Linked DNA regions of Mus musculus: region 1 is linked to region 2. A link is a contact called in public ChIA-PET data. All regions are on one chromosome and are shown on one strand. The core of a region is the stretch at or near the end of the contact, and the rest is flanking DNA. Distances in the headings are between cores, read along the strand shown.

Region 1 (2,700 bases), core at 82-2,581, 73 kb after region 2:
CCCTCACAGCTACACTTAGTTCAGCAGCACATCCTGATGGCTGAGTTTTTAAAACTCATTGGAAAGGTAGGAGTGGTTGGCTCCGATTAGGGCTCTTCCACCATGAACCAGAGTTCAGTTGGCAGCCCTTACCCAAAGGAGACCCTAACCCACAAGAAGGCAAATCTCTGTGAATTTGAGGCTAGTGTGGTGTAAACAGTGAGTTTGAGCCTAGATCAAAAGTAAATGAATAAAGTAAAAATATAACAAAGGGTTCTTTAATCTCATCACTTGTGAGTTAGAGATAGAAGAATCTCTCTGAGTTTGAAGACACCCTGGTACATAGAGAGACAGGACAGCCATGACTACATAGAGAGGCCCAGTCTGAGGGAGAAGGAGGGGAGAGGGAGAGGGGGAGGGGGAGGGAGAGGGAGAGAGGCAAAGGAATAGGGAGAGGGGTTAAGGAAGACGGAAGAGGAGAGAGTGGAAAGGGTAGAGGGAGGGAGGGAGAGCAGGAGCCCACCAGGCCTCCTGGGGGCGGTGGAGGAGGAAAGGAGGTGGGGGAGAGGGGCATACAGAGAGAATAAAATAACTCCATCAAAGATCTGAACACCACCATCACCCACCCTACAACTCCCCCACCCCTGCTACAGCTTGCATTCCAACTCAAACATGAGTGCACAGGATTTACCCAAGGATTCACAGGTCTCTGCCTACACCCATATTACCCCCACCCCATGCTCAGAAAACTGACTAGATGGAATCTCTCACCTGTTCAAATCTTCTTGGCCACCAGAATCTAATCTAATTCCCTCATCTAATGCCAGTAGAGCTCAGGCCCTCCCACAAGCCTTGAGAGGTACAGTCCACCACACTGAGTCAGATGGGATGGCTCAAGCGATCTAGCACACAGATGACAAAAACAAAACAAAACAAAACAAAACAACCCAACTACCATAATTTCGTCCACCGGTGCCCTACAGTCGGGGACATGGGAGTCTACCCTGTTGGCTCCTGACCCAGATCTCAGCGCTCTAGAACTCAGGTAGGTGGGCGATCACTAGGCACTCACCTGGGGCAGGGCTCCACCCGCAGCCTCCACAATCACCATTGGGCTCCACTGGCCAGCCGGGCCCTGGGATGTGGCCATCCCTCCTCCAAGCTTGGATTAGATCACACGGGCTGTCGAAAACCTCAGCTCCGTCTCCGTGACGGAGGAAAAACGCCTCAACTCTACAGTTTTCCTGCCATGACCAATACTGATAAAACCAGTTTTCTGTGAAGCAGACTGACAGATCCAGAAAGTTTCAAAGAACCTCCTGCACGCAAAGCCGAAAGTCCCGCCCAGCGTCCTTTTGTCGTCACTAACGCGCCTATTTTCATTGGCTTTTCTCGGTGCAATGTCTTCTGGACAATGTAGTTCAGACGTGATCAAGCGCCAGGAAGTGGACACACCTCCCCAGATGGAGCCTTACACTCAATCTGTTAGGGAGAGTGTTGTGATTATAGATGTGTCAATATTTCCTTGAGCTCCAAAAGCCGGGCTTGCTGAAACACTCCTGAATTCCAGAACTGCTGGCAGAGGCAAGTTGATGTTTGGGATTAGAAACTAGCCTGTCACAGTGAGTTCCAGACCAGACAGAAAACCTTACAGAGTGAACATGACCCTAAGCTGGGCCATGTGAGGAGAGGAGATCTGAAAAGAGAAAGAGGGGCCTCCAACCAAGAGGGACCACCTGAGCCAAGAGACTAGCACAGCTAAAAGTGGCTGAGTTATAGAGTGGTCAGAGGAGCTGGAAGGAGGAAAGCCCAGGGGATCACCTGGACTGGGGAGTTTGGGCTGTGTGGTGGCTGGGGGTTGGGGGGAGGCATGCCAGCCAGGAACAGAGGGATGCTGAGAGGCCACTGTCCAGTTTGATATGTTAATGGACACTTTAGTTCAACATTTTTGCCTTGGATTTAAGACCCAACAGGTTATAGGTCTTTGTGTGAATGATACCTGACAGGTCTTCTTGCAAAGAAAACTTAGGAAATTACCATAGAGGAAGAAAGAAAGGACATATTTGGAATCGAGTATCCTTTCACCACTGATCTCAAGAATTCAAACTCTTCTCAGTTATACACATCAGACAGGAGGTCATCACGAATAACTTTTCTATTATGCATTCCCATGCTAAGAGAAATTTGGGGATGCATTACGGGATTCAGCCCAGAAAATGACTTTGGTGTGGCACTGAGGATGCACTTCACTTCAAAGGAAAGACTCGAGTAGCAGCTTCCCGGGGAAAGGGAACACTGGAGCATATGTACTGTGATCTAGTCTGCTGGGAGTCCTGTTAACTCCTTAACACTGCTTCTCCACTGTCCATCTCTGCAACTGCCCTGGTATCCATGGCTAACTGTCTGAACTATGTTGACCAGAACCCACTGTGTGCAGAAAGGCAGGAAGAGTGGTGGGAGTTGTTAGTGCATACATATAATCCTAGTGGATATCTGAGTTTGTGGCTAGCTTAGTCTACCATCTAGTGCAGCCAAGGCTACACAGAGAAAGCCTGACTCAGAGGAAAGGAAGAAAGGAGAGAGGGAGAGGGAGAGGGAGAGGGAGAGGGAGAGGGAGAGGGAGAGGGAGAGGGAGAGGGAGAGGGAGAGGGAGAGGGAGAGGGAGAAAAGGTTTTCCCCTGGAGCTGAGACAGGTCTGAAGTCTGCACCACCACAGTATAA
Region 2 (2,836 bases), core at 213-2,712:
TAATGAGGACATGAGAACAAAGACCTCCATCATCACCTGGTGGTACAGACGCCTCTGAGAGTCATCAAGTAGTCTCCATTCCCCCCTCAAGAAGTAGATAGCCACATCACTAAAGGCCATACCACCCTGCCACAACAGAGAATGCTGAGTTAACAAGAAGTTTCCTTCCCTTGGACTTTGACATCCCAGAGACAGACAATCCCATTTAGATTCCTTCTTCAGAGAGCAGCAGACTCTTCATTCACTGACACCCAGTCTCTGCTCAGGGTTGCAATGGCCACTGTTTTCAGCACCAGCCACAAACAGGTAGACAGACAAATGGAATTTACCAGTCTTGACGTTTGCTATGGAAAGTCCCACCTATTTCTATAGGCTTCTTCACATCATGCCAGCCAGATATGTCCAGATTTGAGCCACAGTTCTCCACTCTACCTCTGGCACATGATCTTGGACATGAGCACATCTATTCATACTTTCTGTCACTACGCATATCACCCTTCATAACGTCCTTCCATGTTCATGTTAATATTCGTGCCTGCAGCTTCTCATCTCCTCTACCCCTCCCAATGGCTGCCTTCCACTGCACCAGCCAATCTCAAGTACACCTGAGGGCTTCTGGGCATCCCTAATCCATCTCACTTCCAGACATTTTTTAACAGTCGTCACTGGAACTTGAATACTTCTGAATCTTAAGGAAGTGGCTCCCTATAAATGGAACCTGTCCATATAATTCCTGCTCTGGACTCAGAGACCTTATATTCTATAATTATCTTTTATGGAATTCAGATGGAAAGACAGGAGAATAATATCAAGCAAAGAGTCCCAAAGCATTGTAGTACTAGACATTACTTATGTGGGGATCTAGAAATGTGAGTTCCTGCGGCACCGTCCGTCCATTTACCTCTCCATAGTCAGTAGCATAGTAGTAACTTTGCACTTACTGAAACCTGTGAATAAAGGAGGCTATGAACACAAAGGTTCCGGTGGCTCTGAACAGGTAGGTCTTACATTCACAGGGCTTCCCAGGCTCTTTAGTGGGCGAGTGTGAGTACTCTATGCTATCTGGAAACTCCAACTAACATCCCAGCCCGCATTGCACTCTAGGATTGGGGAAAGGGGGTGTGACCACGTGGTACGCACCTGTGCCTGGCCACCCTGCAGAGCTACTGCAGTCTGATTTTGCTGGGCAGTTGGGTCCGTGGACATGGCTATTCTTTCCAGGCCTGCAACCAACCACACGGGGTCCTCGTAGACTTCAAAACGGTCTGCTAGAGGACAAAGCCTCGCTCCTCTCGCGCCTTCCAGTTCTGGACAGAGAGCTGTAAAACCAGTTTTCCTCTGACCTGACACAAGCATCCAGAAAGATAATCACCTGCACGCAACCATTAAGTCCCAATGCTCTCCTACCCCTTTCTTTACCCCCTTCCTTTCCTTATTTCGCCCTTCTCCTTTCTGTTATAGCCCACGGAAGCGCCAGTTTCCATTGGTTAAGCTCTTCTGCGCTGTCACTTCTGGGTAATGTAGTTCAGACAGCGTGCACCCTGGAGACCTGGACACTGCTGCAGATGTGTAAGCAGGGGAAGCGATATGTAAGGATTTAGACACTGCCTTGCCTACAGATGCACCAGTGTTTCAACTCCCTGATCATCAAGGATAAAGTAAAGTGGATTCCTGGGTCTGACTCCGGTATGCATTAGCAAAGTTCCTTTGGCAGAAGAAAGCTCAGCTAAAAAGCCAATGGTGACCATATCCTATCTGATGTGTAAAGATGTTAAAACAGTCCGAATTTTGAAAACAGGTCTGCTCAATTCCAAGATGCACTACCCATTCACCTCCACCTGTATTCTTGTTTTTTTCTCATGGGCCTAGTAGGAGTCCTTCCTGCAACGTTCGTCATTTTCTACCCAGTCTCCTTCTGTTAGGCCACAGTGTGCCATGAGGAAGCGTTGGTGATCAGCTGTGACTGGCACAGTAAAGCGTTGGGACAATGAGTGGGAAGCCTCCTGCTTCTTAACTCAAGCACAGGAGATAAATCATTGTTGTTGGTTTTTAAAAAACAAAATAGCAATTGCCCGATTTTACTTTTGAAGATACAGGAGCCAGATGCTCAGGTAAAAGCCTGGTAGCTCAGGGAGGCAGAGGAAGCACCCAGTTGACCATGATCCTCAGCCATCATCCCAGACAGAATCTCCTCTCTTACACCATCTCCAAAGCATAGCTCAGTGGTTAGCAACGTTGGATGTTTTTCTAGAAGAATATGCGCCGGGCATGGTGGCACATGCCTTTAATCCCAGCACTTGGGAGGCAGAGGCAGGAGGATTTCTAAGTTCAAGGCCAGCCTGGTCTACAAAGTGAGTTCCAGGACAGCCAGGGCTATCTCAAAAAACAAACAACAACAACAACAAAAAAAGTGAATTATTTCTTGGGCTGGTGAGATGGCTCAGCGGTTAAGAGCGCCGACTGCTCTTCCAAAGGTCCTGAGTTCAAATCCCAGCAACCACATGGAGGCTCACAACCATCCACAACGAAATCTGATGCCCTGTTCTGGAGTGTCTGAAGACAGCTACAGTGTACTTACATATAATAAATAAATAAATAAATAAATAAATAAATAAATATTTTTAAAAAAGGAATATGCTACTGTTTCCAGGACACACAGAACAGCATACATCCTATTGTATTGCTATCCCAGGGTATTTGACAACTTCTTCTGAATTCCAAAGTTAATATATGCACATATGAATATATGTGTGTGTGTGTGTGTGTGTGTGTGTGTGTGTGTATATATCACATAACCAGAGTCAAACATAAACACAGAAACATACATACACAGAAA

Evidence for each region. ChIA-PET counts read pairs in DNA pulled down with a chosen protein or histone mark.
Region 1: a contact with region 2 is called in a Ronin ChIA-PET map of embryonic stem cells, with 7 read pairs. The contact joins the promoter of Zfp772 here to the promoter of Zfp773 in region 2. A contact is called at or near these places in 1 of 39 promoter capture datasets (macrophages), 1 of 484 Hi-C or Micro-C datasets (nephron progenitors), 4 of 115 datasets of contacts at active chromatin or transcription factors (bone marrow-derived macrophages, effector CD8 T cells and embryonic stem cells) and 3 of 9 other capture datasets (adipose tissue, liver and pancreatic islet).

What each region holds. Positions count from the first base shown.
Region 1 is chr7:7,208,667-7,211,366 of GRCm38.p6, forward strand. Zfp772 (zinc finger protein 772) reads right to left here and starts at 1,332. Exons shown (of 5, transcript NM_145577.2): 1 at 1,052-1,332. The coding sequence starts at 1,129.
Region 2 is chr7:7,135,293-7,138,128 of GRCm38.p6, forward strand. It overlaps Zfp773 (zinc finger protein 773), which reads right to left and starts at 1,463. Exons shown (of 4, transcript NM_029584.1): 1 at 1,141-1,463; 2 at 1-126. The coding sequence starts at 1,356.